Regions from separate parts of the Gossypium hirsutum genome. Here region 2 is linked to region 1. The links are chromatin contacts, called in public Hi-C maps. All regions are on one chromosome and are shown on one strand. Each heading gives the region's core, a stretch centred on a gene start, on an enhancer-like site or on the middle of the called end of the contact. The rest is flanking DNA. Distances are from core to core; before and after follow the strand shown.

Region 1 (6,449 bases), core at 1,927-4,426:
CTGTGTCATGGAAGAACCACTGCCTTAGAAATGAATTCACCCTTATTGGTGTAATCATATATTAGACATTGTCCCTGAAGGTTAAAAAAGTTCTTCAATATTCGTACACTCAAATAAGGAAGGTAAAAATCAATTGATATTATACTTCTGAAATAATCTGAAAATAGAATTAATCGGAAAAATCACACTAGGATCAATTCCCAGGAAAGTTTTGGAGGAGTCACAGACAGTCCCGCTTAAAACCTAAACTCCTAAATAGAATTTCCTCTAATGAAATTTAAGAAAAATTCTAAAGTTTTAGAAAGAATGAGAGAGTCAAGAGAGAGTAAAAAAAGCTTTATTTTTTCAATTATGTATCAGAAGGAAAAATGCCTCCTATTATAGGATTTTGGAAGGGGCAAAATGATAATATTTTCAGGTAATGGTCAGAAAAATCTTTAACATTTTTGTAACTGTAAAAAACAGTTTGTAATTGTTGGAAATAATGGTTTGTAACTGCTAAAATAAATTTGCATTACTAACAATTTTAAGCTTAATAATATTAGCAATTAATTTTCTTTAAATCAATCCTAAAATTTGAATTAAATGATAAAAAAATAGACAAAATTATCTTTAGATATCAAAATATATAATTTTTGTCAAATATAGATATCACCGTAAAAAAAATCAACTTTAAGTACAAAATAATACACTGAAAGGATGTAGAATTATAATTATAATTATTTATAGATGAGATTTGATTGTATGACTGAATTTACAAACCCTATTTAATATATATACAAGTTTCAGTAAAAGGTTGAATCCAATGCCTTTACTTTTAAGCACATGAATCTCCCTTATTCGAAAGCTTTTCATATAATTTCATTTGTTAAATAATCTTGATGAATCATGTAATGTTGAACTGAAACCAAAGTTTAAGGGTGCATGCAATGGTAGAGAAGAGCAAAAACTGCTGAAGATTACTAACAAGCTAGTTGGTTTTCTCTTTCAGGTGATTGCAATGATTCAGGGGATGAACCAATGCTTAAGGCAATCATCTCTAGGCAGCAATCACTTCAGTCGGAACATGGACTTGGTCAGCCCATGGTAATCTTCCATAAACCGGCTCATCTCACCTTCTTACCTTTGTTAATAATAATAACCTTTTTGGACTCAAAAACTGTAGGTTTGTGCAAAATATCCTTACTTAATGGATCAAGGCTATGGAGTTTTCCCTACTTTTGGACCTCAATTTTCGGTTTGTCTCTTCTATTTTCTCTACCTAACAACTTCTCTTGAATTAATTATACTGCTGGAGTTTTATCGTCATATATGGCACTGGATCTGCTTATTTCTTTCTGATCTATCAAATGATTATGAGCCACATATGTGGCAATGGATGCTCTACGGTTGAGAGATAGCTCCAAATCATCTATAACTGGATCTGTTTAATTCTTGCTAACCCTCATGACCATGGTCGAAATGTTCTTTATCTATATAATGCTCATGTAACCCAAATGTATGAAATTAGGGTCGTGTTATGCTGCCGTTGAACTTGGCTACTGAGGACGGACCCATATACGTAAATGCCAGGCAGTACAATGGAATCATTAGGCGTCGGCGATACCGTGCAAAGGCTGCACTTGAGACTAAAGTGACTAAAGCTCGGAAGGTATATGATCTTCTTTCTTTTGGTTTCTGAATCCTTTAGTTGGGAAAGTTTTGGCCCAAGCTTTTGTGGAGACAAGTTGGATATGGTATATTTAAACAGTACTAGATGGTTCTTGACTTGAAAACTGCATGAAATATTTAGATTATGCTTTTGTCCTACAGCCATATTTGCACTACTCGCGCCATCTGCACGCAGTGCGTCATCCAAGGGGAAATGGAGGCCTTTTCTTGAACACAAAAAGTTCAAACACCGGCAAAGATGGAATGCAGATGATGAAAGCTAATGAAGGGCAACTTTCTCGGCTTACAGGCTCACAAATTTCTCAAGTCCTACAGTCTGACAGTGGAACCATCAACTCGTACAAGGAACCAAATGGAGGAGGCTCAACATTTTCAGGGTCAGAGAGGTGAGCAGCAGCATGTATTCCAGGGGGGATCTCAGCAAGTGGGTTGCAATAGCAGATAAGTATTGTTGCAACCTGAAAATTTGATTCTCGGGGGATTAGTGGGGATTCGGTTTCCCACTTTCCCTGCAGCAACCAAAGGGATCAGGTTTCGGTTGCTAGGCAAATCATTCTTGGCTCGTCTCACTTAAAGCTCTTCTTTACCACTCTCAACGCCATTGCTCTCTTAGGTATGGTGGAAGATGCTCAATTAAACCTAGTATAAGATATATAATGGATCAGTCAGACTATATAAATGGAGTGTTTCCACTGATCCAACAAGAAAGAAAACTTCAAAGTTTGTTTAATTATTATTATTATTTTTTTTTTGTAATCCTAAATGTTTAGAATTGTGGAGTTCCTAACTCGGAATTATGTAGGTATATGTGAAATAATCTTTATGGTTGTGGTATTAGATGTGTTTTATATTATATTCTTGATCTACTTCGTTGGATTACTTTGAGAAGTGCTAAATTTGTCCATACCATTTTGCTTCCTCATGTATAATTCCGCGTATGATCTTGGGATTATTGTTGGTAGTTAAAATGAAAATGAAACCATTTAATATGGTATTTGTGTTATTTTTTTGGTCCAATTTGGTATTTGATCAAAGTTATATATTTTGGTACTTAAAGGTAACAAGGTTAATTATTTAGTGTTTAATTCAAGTTTTAGGGTTAATTTAATGGAAGTTAATTGGTAATATTATTAAGTTTGAATTTTTCATAATTTTTTTAATAAAATAAATTTAATACTAATTGTGAATTTATTTAATCTTGTGTTTAGTTTATCATATATAATATGATTGATATGATTTAATTCGAGTTTTAAGGTTGACTATAAATTTTTATCAACTCAACTCTAAAACCTGAATTCAATACTAAAAGTTAACACTGTTACCTTTATGAACCAAAATATTTAATTTTTATCAAATACAATACTAAATTATTTATTAAACCAAAGGAAAATTGCAAAGGAAAATCCGTAAAGAAATATAATGGGTTCATGTTTTACTAGTTTCAGGTGGCCCAACTAGAATCCAACCCAAAGTTGATAATCCAGATTCTGGACCAACACCAACTAAGGACACTTCAATGGAAAGACAGAAAAAATCCTGCCGAACCTTATCCATCTTCCAGCCATTTCCCATTTTAATTCCTTTTAGAATATCCCATTTCTTTTCATTGTTTCCATTGGTCATCCATTTCTTCTCTTTGGAGAAATATGTCAGCTCCTACACTCCCCATGGCAGCCGGTGTTGCAGCTGTCTCTTCTTCACTTTACAATAACACCAAACCCTCCTCTCTTTTTTCTTCATCGATTCACTTCCTTCCTTCAAGACTTAGCTCTAAGCAGTTAAAACCTTCCAACCTCAAAACCCAAAGCCTCAATTCCCTTCCTTTGTCTCTTAACTTATCTCTCCCACGTCTGCCCTGCTTTTCAGCAGCTTTTGACAGCTTCCAAGTTACTGAAGATGACCAAAGCAGTGGAGAAGAATACCCAGAAACAGAATCTCAAGACCTTGAAGAACAACCACAACAAGAGGAAGCTGAAGAAGATAAGGTTTCAGAGTCTGGCGGTGAAGAAGGAAAGTTGTATGTTGGGAATTTGCCTTATTCAATGACTTCTTCTGAGTTAACTGAGATTTTTAGTGAGGCTGGTAGTGTTGCTAAAGTGGAGGTTTGTGGATTTTTTTTCTTATTGTTTAACCATTCGATTTTGGGTTATCCTACTTTATTTTCCTTGTTCTTTTTTTTTCTTTGGCTAATGGTTTTTTCTCGTTTAATTTTGTTTAATAGATTGTTTATGATCGAGTTACGGATAGGAGCAGGGGATTTGGCTTTGTAACAATGGGGAGCGTTGATGAGGCCAAAGAAGCAATTAGACTGTTTGATGGATCTGTAAGTTCAATAATAGAGTTTTATTTTGACTTTCTACATTAACCATCGCTTGAACCTTCAATTCCCAATGAAATATTATAAATGTATAGACGAAAAGACCATAAAGTAGCTTCTTCTTTTTTTTATCACTAATTTGTTTGCATTGCCTGATTAAACATTTGATGTTGACTGTTGGAACTACTTCCGTTTGAATTCCGGTTTTAATCATTATCTCAACTTAGTCTTAGATCAACTATGTTTATCTGTTATGACATCAGAGCAAATATTGCTCTAAAGAGCTAATATTTGGATCCTGCATGATTCATCTTCTTCTAATGATCAACACTCCTAGAACCACACAAAAGCCCTCTACTCTTCCATCCTCTTAATGTCAGATTCAATTAGATTATATGATTATTAGGTTTACAATTGAAGGGTATTTATTTGATTTTTGGAGCACCATTTCTGTGGGATATTCCATTTTGACTTACTAGTAAATTGTTTGTTCCTAAATGCTAACAGCAAGTCGGAGGTCGGACAGTGAAGGTGAACTTCCCGGAGGTCCCAAAAGGAGGTGAGAGGGAAGTAATGGGACCAAGGATTCGGAGAAGTTACACAAGCTTTATCGACAGCCCTTACAAGATCTATGCAGGAAACCTAGGTTGGCGTGTCACTTCAGAAGGTCTCAGAGACGCATTTGCTAGCCAGCCAGGCTTGTTGAGTGCTAAAGTCATCTATGAAAAGGACACGGGAAGGTCTCGTGGTTTTGGATTCATTTCCTTCGAGTCAGCAGAGACCGTTGAGTCTGCTCTAACTGCCATGAATGGAGTGGTAAGAGTCAGTTACTGAATAACTCAGCATTGAAGTTTTGATTCCCTTTTTAATGTGTGTTTCAATATGGTCACGCTTGTAGGAGGTTGAAGGTCGACCTCTACGATTAAATATGGCTGCAGATAGAGCTCCTCGTACTCCTTTGCCTGCCGAAAATAGTCTTGAGAGGAGCGAATTGGTTTCAAGCGTCACTGTTTGATAGGTATACTAAAACAAATAGGTGATTTTGAAAGGAGGATCTAGAAAATTATGCAGATATATTACCTTTCACTTCCAGATTATGTTTCCATAAATATCATTTTCCACCTTATTCAAGAACTGATTAAAAATGTGTTGCATGTAAATCATAGAGAGAAGGGAGATGATTCACTCGACTTCTAAATTTTGGACTATATGTAGTTCTACATTGTTTGAGTTATGCATATTATGACAATTCCAAAAGTAAAAATTCCTATAGACGTCCATTCTTATTTGGTTAAATAGTCACTTCGATTCTTTCTTGTTGCACTAAGGTTGAGTTGGCCAATTATGAACTTTGGGTCTTGATAAATTTCTGGGCAATTCCCATGAACCATGATTTGCATAACACACGAAATACCTAAAATTGCAACCAGAAATACCTGCAAGTGTTCTAGCTGAGTAATGTCACGGATTTCTTTTGAGCAAACCCCTCGGATTCCTTGGGGGTCCAATATGGAGCAGTAAGGTGTGGTCTTGGTCTTGAGAATTTTCGGTCAAGACCGGGACATCAGCATCCTGAGTACGCATCTTGATGACAGGACAGGGGCCTTAGTGAACTTCTGGCTAGACCAATCCTTCATTGGCGGAGAATGATAAATTTGTTTGGAGAGATGACACAGAGAAACTTCTCAATGTAAAAGGTATACGAATTCCTTTGGGAGGAACAGTGATAATAACTGTTGAAACTATTTTTTGTTATTTAAAAAAAAAACGGGGGTCGACTTTAGTTTTGAAAATGATAAACGAAAATTGAGAGTCGCCACCAATCTTTTTTTGTTTAGGTGTGATCAGGTCAATTAGAAATTTGGTCATTTTAATAAAATATTTTGATTTACTAAAACAATGATCTTGGTCTACGAAATTTGAGAAAACGGGTTCGCGAGTCGGTTACGTATGAGGAAGGATTAGCACCCTGGTAACGCCTAAAATCGGTACCTAATTGATTAATTAATGTCTTGATGTCGAAAGTTGAAAAGATTTTAAAATAAAATTTAAAATATAATCCCTTTTTATGAATGTTCGTTTTACAAAAATATTTGAATAAATCGAAATGGAAGCTAAAGACCTTATCTCGAAGTAATTAAACGTCACATTTAACATGTTAGGACATGACATTTTAAATTATCGAGAATAAGCTTGTCTTTTGATTTTCAAAACTCATGCATTTTAATTTCAAAAGGATATTCGATCATTTGGATCAAACGGAAAAAAATCGAAACCTAGCACGTTAGGGCACGATTTTTTGAATTTCTCAAACATATTTCTTTGGAGTTCTAGCATTTGTTCTCGCATATCTTGTTGAATTTTGATCAATTGCTCTTGCATTTGTATTTGCCTTTGCTCTATTCTCTCTAACCTTTGGCCCATATCCTTTTTCGGTTCTGAAATAATTTTACCTAATTAA
Region 2 (6,449 bases), core at 1,390-3,889, 880 kb before region 1:
TCTTCAAATATCTCTTGTTCAGTTTCTGTATGTAAAAAGAAGAAAAATAACACAGAATTGACCAAATGTTGAAAAAAAGGCTCAAAGTACAAAGTTCAAAACTTTCAGAAACAAAAATGGTATCTCATCTGAAGAATTCTTACCACCCCAGAATGGAGGTACCCCACTCAAGAGAATGTAAACGATCACTCCAGCACTCCACACATCTGCTTCTGGACCATAATGCTTCTGCAAAACCTCGGGTGCAACATAGTATGGGCTTCCAACCACATCAGATAAGACTTCCCCTGAAATTATAGGACCTTCATTAGAAAACAACACCATTGCTTATTGCGCTGACAGGTTCTCAACATTCCGGAGAATTCTCCAATTTGTTTTTCCCTATAAATGGACCGGCTTTTAACCTATGTTATCTGGACTCTATTTTTTCTTAAATTTCAAATCTGACATGTTCAAACATTGGTTTTGGAGAATGATCCTCTAAATATACTAAAAACCTAAGAAAAAAATAATATATCCATGTCGGACGCATGCCCATATCTTATACCCTGGGTTTAAGTAATTAAAAACTGACGTCCAGTTAGCATCAAAGTATACTGCATATATAATTGTGAACATCATATTCAAATTTTACCTATAAAGTTTCAGTTGCTTATAATTTGCTTCTAGCAGAAAATGAATAATCACTTGAAGTGATACATCAATTTAAATATGATTTCTTAGTGTAAATGTAAAGATAAAACATTTTGTTATCCATGTAAGTTGAAGTTCTTTTTAAGATATTATAATTTCTAATTGAGAAATGCCCTTTTCCTTCGCAATAAAAAAGTGAAATTATAACTTGCAGACAACTCCATTGATATCGAAATTCTTTTCTGCAGTTAAATTGTCATAACTCGGTAAAGAATAGAAGACCATAAACCAAAATCAAAGCACCAAAAGACAAGGATTTTGAACATACCAGGCTTGAAGAATATCGATAATCCGAAATCAATGGCTTGAAGGGGTGAATCCTCTTGTTCATTAACGAAAAGGAAATTTTCAGGCTTAAGATCCCTATGCATTACTCCCATGGAGTGGCAGGCTTCCACAACACCAACTATCGTTCTTGCTAGTTCAGCCGCCTTTCTTTCAGAATAATGCCCTCTCTGTACAATTCTATCAAAGAGTTCTCCCCCGGCACACAGCTCCATGACAACATGAACCGCCACGGAATCCTCATAAGCCTCTTTGATGGTGACAACATTAGGGTGGCCAGCCAAGTGATGCATTATCTGAATTTCCCTCTTGACATCATCAACATCTTCTGGAGTAACAAGTTTCCTTTTCGCAATAGATTTACAAGCATACTCCTTTCCGGTACCTTTCTCCACACAAAGAAAAGTTGTCCCAAACTGGCCTTGCCCTAACTTCTTCCCCAAGTTATAATATTCCTTCAAATTACCTGTCTTGGTTTGCAACACAGCATCCACCTTCAGCCCTGCACATGATTGCCTCTTCACATTATGAGGCTTCCCAGGTTTTGCAGCATCAGCCTTAGCCTCTTCCTTCCCCGCCACCGCTGCGGTCGCTGCTGCAACTGCAACCTGTGATGGTTTGGATTCAAGTCTTTGAGGGGGAGCCTTAGATTGTTGCCTTTGGGTAACCTTTGATTGTTGTCTTTGGAGGGTTGATTGTTGTCTTTGCATAGGCGTAGACATTGACATTGATTGTTGCCTCGTCATAGACGATTGTTGTCTTTGGGTAACCTTTGATTTTTGCCTTTGGCTTAGGGTCTCTTCTCCTTGTCCTTTCTCTTCCTTCACAATCTTCATCTCTTCAGGGGGTCCTTCTGAACCTCGGCACCGTCAGCAGCTGCGGCGCCAGCTTCGGCTTCTTTAGTTTCGGACTTCTCACCTTCATTGTCGGTTTTCTTTTGACCCTCTTCGGCTGGTTTAGGACCGCAACAACTCGCGCATACAGAGCAGATCCCTGATGTAGCACAAACATTTCCCATCTGGAAAAACCGAAACGACTCTCAATTTCCACACACCCTAAATTCCTTCTTCCAACATCCAAGAAATCTATAACCACCCAAATGTCATAACATTATAAAACTCCCATTTTCTTTTCTCCTTAATCCTTATACTATTCTGTTGTTTTGGCTTCTGAAAAATACCATCAAAATGGAGCTTTCGCCAATCCAAACCACCCTCAGCACCTTTAAATTTGGGAAAAACCCAATGCAACCAATGATTCAATGGTAAACAATGTCATCAAAAAAACAGAAAAAGAAAATGGAATTTTATTTGACCCTTTAATCTCAAATCCTTCCTCAATATGCAGTTATCAATGATCGTTAAAAAAGAAGACAAGGAAGAAGAAACCTTCAAGAATCCAATGTAAATAAAAAATCACAATGGCCAAACACAATGATTTGAATTTAAAAAAAAAAGCCAAGGGAAATGGAGAAAAGAAAAGGGATTATATAATGAGATTTGAGGTTTCTTAATTAGGGTTTTTATTAATTTATGTAATCAAAGAAGAAACAAAGAGAGCTAACGTTTCTGGCTTTCTTTTTCTTTTTTCTTTTCTTCTCTCCCCTTTCAAGAGGGAAAAAAAGAAAGAAAAAGAGAAAACAGAAAAATGAAGAAAGGAAGAGGACAGGTTTTTCCGTTACAAATGCAACATCTTTTACGCGTTTAATTGGGTTCTTATAGGCTGTGGCTCAGATATAGTGAAAGATATCTAGGCGTTATTTTATCAGAGCATGATTGTTGCCCAACATTGTGATCGACGGTGGAGATTCTTTTTTTGGAGCTTGTTCACGGCCCGCACAATTGAGTTCCCGGGTTGCTGAGGCTCTAATTCACCAACCCCCCACCTGAGCCCTTCTGTTTTTGTTGTTTCCTTTTTCTTTTTTTCTTTTTTTTATTAAAATATATGTCCTATAATATTAGAGATTATTATAACGTACGTGAATGACGACAACAAAATTTTAAAATAGTAAAAAGAGATTTCATCATCACTTGTCGGAAAACCAGAATGAGATTTTGTCTTTTATAGCTTCATATCTCTATTTTGATTCACCTCTCTCTATATATATATTAGGAATATGATACTACGTTGGGGAATTAATTTTTTAATAATTTAATATAAAAATATTGGATTTTTAATTAATTATTTTTAAGTGATAATGAAAAATAGTTTTTTAAGTTAATAGCTATTTTCTTAAATTTATAAGAGATTATCTAAATAAATTAAAGTCAACTCTAATGTACATAACATATAAACTCTAATAAAGAAAAACTTGAAGAGGTTTTGTGATATGACTACTACCTTGACAACAAGGGCGAAGTCAGAGCAAATTTTTAGAGGGTTGAATGAAATTTTAATTTTTAATAGTTTATATCTTTATAATTTTTAAAGGATTAAATTAAATTTTTATAATTTTAAGGGGGGCCAAAGTACAATTTTACCTTTACTAATTTAAAATTATAAAAAAATTTCAAGGGCCTAAATATAAAATTTTCATTTTAAGGAGGGCCAGGGTCCCTGCCAGCCCCTCCTGTATCCGCCTCTGCTTGACAAGGTTAATGTCGATAAGAATTACTATTGCCAGCCAATGTCTAGCTTGGGATGGGCCAGTTTTGGCATAGGCTCATCAACGGACGCGGCACGTGTTTGCGCTTGAATTGCTGATTTTAAATTTGGTGATTACTCGATATCGATGTCTTTGGGTAAATTGGATACACATCATCGGTTTAAAAGAATAGTAATTCCTTGGCCCTAAACTAAACCATGTATTTGGGATCCATGTCAAACTGATGGTCTTGGATTGGTTAATAAATTCTCGACGCTAGTGTTCAAACCACTCTCAACATTCATGGTTTAATCACAATAATCTTACAGGTTATGCAAGGCTAATGTACCGTCTAATATTGTTGCTAATTTAACCCTCAGCTACCTTAGAAGATTAAACATGCACTGATTAAGTATTGTGTCAATTAATTACAATTTCAATAGGATTAAATAATTAATTCATTAGTTACCTTACAATTATAATGCAAGAATAACTTAATCATGATTTTACTTAATCAAACAACTTACCAAGGCCTATAAGAACACAAACACAATTTTAACAACTTAAGTGGATGAAATACAATCAACCTAACATGAATTAAATTTAAGCCATATTAACTAAATTAAACATATCAACATAACAAGTATGTATAGATGTGTTCATAACAACAACAATAAAAATTAAAGGATAGAGAACTAGAATCAAATCTGTTGTTTCTCCGAGGTGTGACTAGTTTGATCCACTCCTCCTTCTCTGCTTGTTCTTGTTGATTTGAGGCTTCTACGAGCACTTGAATGCTGTTTCCAACGGTGGTTGAAAGGCTCTTTTCCAAGAGGAGAAATCGACAAGGGAATGAAAGGGAAAAAGAAGAACAAATGAAGGGGTTTTGAAGAAAGAAAGTGAGAGAGAAGTGAAGAATGAAAGGATGAGAGGTGTGTTTGAAATGAGCAGCCAAGGGGGTATTTATAGGTTGATAAGACTGTTAAAAATAGAAAAAATCATCAGCCATAGACTCCCCCATGGTTGGCCACACATGTGGCAAGTTTGAAGCTTTCGAATTTGCTAAATTTAGCTAGGGGCAAATCTACAAAGGCTTGAATAGTGGAGGGGTTTGAATGCAATTTCAAAGAAGCTTCAAGGGCTACTTTGCAAGCCAAATAATCAACTAAATAAGCTAATTGGGTCAGCATGTTGGATGGGTTTGGGCAGCCTGGTTGCTCAATTAGATCAGTCTCTCAGTTTGGCACAATTGGACATCTTTTCATAATTAATTAATAATAATTATTTAACCCAAAATAAATAGGATTATAACTAAAATTAATTATGAATTAATATTCATAATGTAACAGTCCGTTTTCAGTAAAATCAGAATAGTGGTTTTGAGACCACAAATTCGAGTCCGAAAAGAATTTTTTTAAAATATTATTTTATGGTCTATTGTACGATAATAATATCATATGAAAATTTTGTAAAGAAATTTTACTGATTACATGTTTAATTTGATAAAGGACCAAATTGAACAAAGTGCAAAAGTTGAGTTCTAATAGCTAAAGGGATTAAATAGCTATAGAACTTTAAATTGGAGTCTTTATATGGTAAATAGACCATTAAAAATGCTTAGTGATTAAGGATGATGATTCATCCATGGAAAATAAAATAAAGAAAAAGACTAAATTGGAAAGTAAATTAATAAAAGATGATAAATGATAAAATAATGAAAATATAATCATTTATATCATCTTTCCCAAATTAAAAGTATGGAAACCCTAGCCATGTAAGCCTAAGCTCAAGCCAAGTTATTTTGCTTGATTAGGTAAGTACTCTTGCCCCGCTTTTAATGATTTTTATATTTCCAAGATCGTAATAACTTAATCTAGCTATCTCAGGGATTGATTTGCAAATTTATCAAGGTACCAGGGCTTTTTCGTGGAAGAACATAGATGAATTATGAAGTTTTATGGTAGAAAATAAAACGTTGTTGATAGATAAACAACTTTTGTAAATTGAATTTTTATGAAATTAAAGATTTAGGGACTAAATTGAAAATATGTGAAATCCATGAAAAAAATTCTAAATTTTGTGAAATAAATGGGCTGTAAATGTTATATATAAAATTCAGCTAGGCTTGAAATAAGGATTAAATTGCATGAATTTCATTTTTCGAGCCTAGGGATGAAATCTTCATTAATTAAAAGTAAATGGGCAAAATGATAATTTTTTCTAAGATGTGAATTGGACTGAATTGAGTATAAATTGTATTAAATTGATGTTAAATTTATTCGAATAGATTCGGATATACCAAATTCAGAGTTAGAATGAGGAAAAGAGAAAGTGTCGGGTTATTAGATTTTACGTACACGAACATTTGTCGAGGTAAGTTCGCGTAACTAAATTGTATAATTATATGTTTGAATTGAATGTTGTGTATGTGCATTGTTTAATTGACATGTATGAAATTGATCACATACCTGATAATTCCAGATAAATAATAAGTCCCGTTTGGATAAATGAGATTCGATGGATACAAGGTTCCCGAATTGGTTATGGTTCTGCATATGTTGTGGACGCACCATAGCTCTTATGAACGTCCTGTTATAAGCCCTCTTGAGCTTTCTATTACATGGTTCCTGTGATCATCCTGATCGATATTAATCCTGCATGTGTTGCAAACATACCGTAGCTCTTTGTGAGCGTCTTGTTATATGGCTCTTCGTGAGCTTCCCGATTATAGGCTCTTTGTGAGCTTCCTGATTAATGGCTCTCCAGAGCTGCCTGATATGGCTTGCTTGAACTTCCCAATATACGACTATTTGGAGCTTTCTAATTAATGGCTCTTCAGAGCTACCCGTTATTGGCTCGCATGAGCTTCCTGATTTAGGCTCTTATG

What was found. Hi-C and Micro-C count contacts between places; a contact is called where the count stands out from the background.
Region 2: a contact with region 1 is called in a Hi-C map of leaf, with 2.6 times the contacts expected there. The contact joins the promoter of LOC107921162 here to the promoter of LOC107914412 in region 1. A contact is called at or near these places in 4 of 34 Hi-C or Micro-C datasets (callus, hypocotyl and leaf).

What each region holds. Positions count from the first base shown.
Region 1 is chrA04:18,387,920-18,394,368 of Gossypium_hirsutum_v2.1, reverse strand. LOC107914412 (RNA-binding protein CP33, chloroplastic) reads left to right here and starts at 3,176. Exons shown (of 4, transcript XM_016843325.2): 1 at 3,176-3,773; 2 at 3,893-3,994; 3 at 4,496-4,804; 4 at 4,887-5,260. The coding sequence starts at 3,318. The coding sequence ends at 5,003. LOC107917372 (nuclear transcription factor Y subunit A-10) reads left to right here and starts at 403. Exons shown (of 6, transcript XM_016846730.1): 1 at 403-418; 2 at 992-1,086; 3 at 1,166-1,237; 4 at 1,511-1,651; 5 at 1,813-2,057; 6 at 2,187-2,319. The coding sequence starts at 403. The coding sequence ends at 2,319.
Region 2 is chrA04:19,266,208-19,272,656 of Gossypium_hirsutum_v2.1, reverse strand. It overlaps LOC107921162 (calcium-dependent protein kinase 26), which reads right to left and starts at 2,639. Exons shown (of 7, transcript XM_016851034.2): 1 at 962-2,639; 2 at 144-287; 3 at 1-25. The coding sequence starts at 1,814.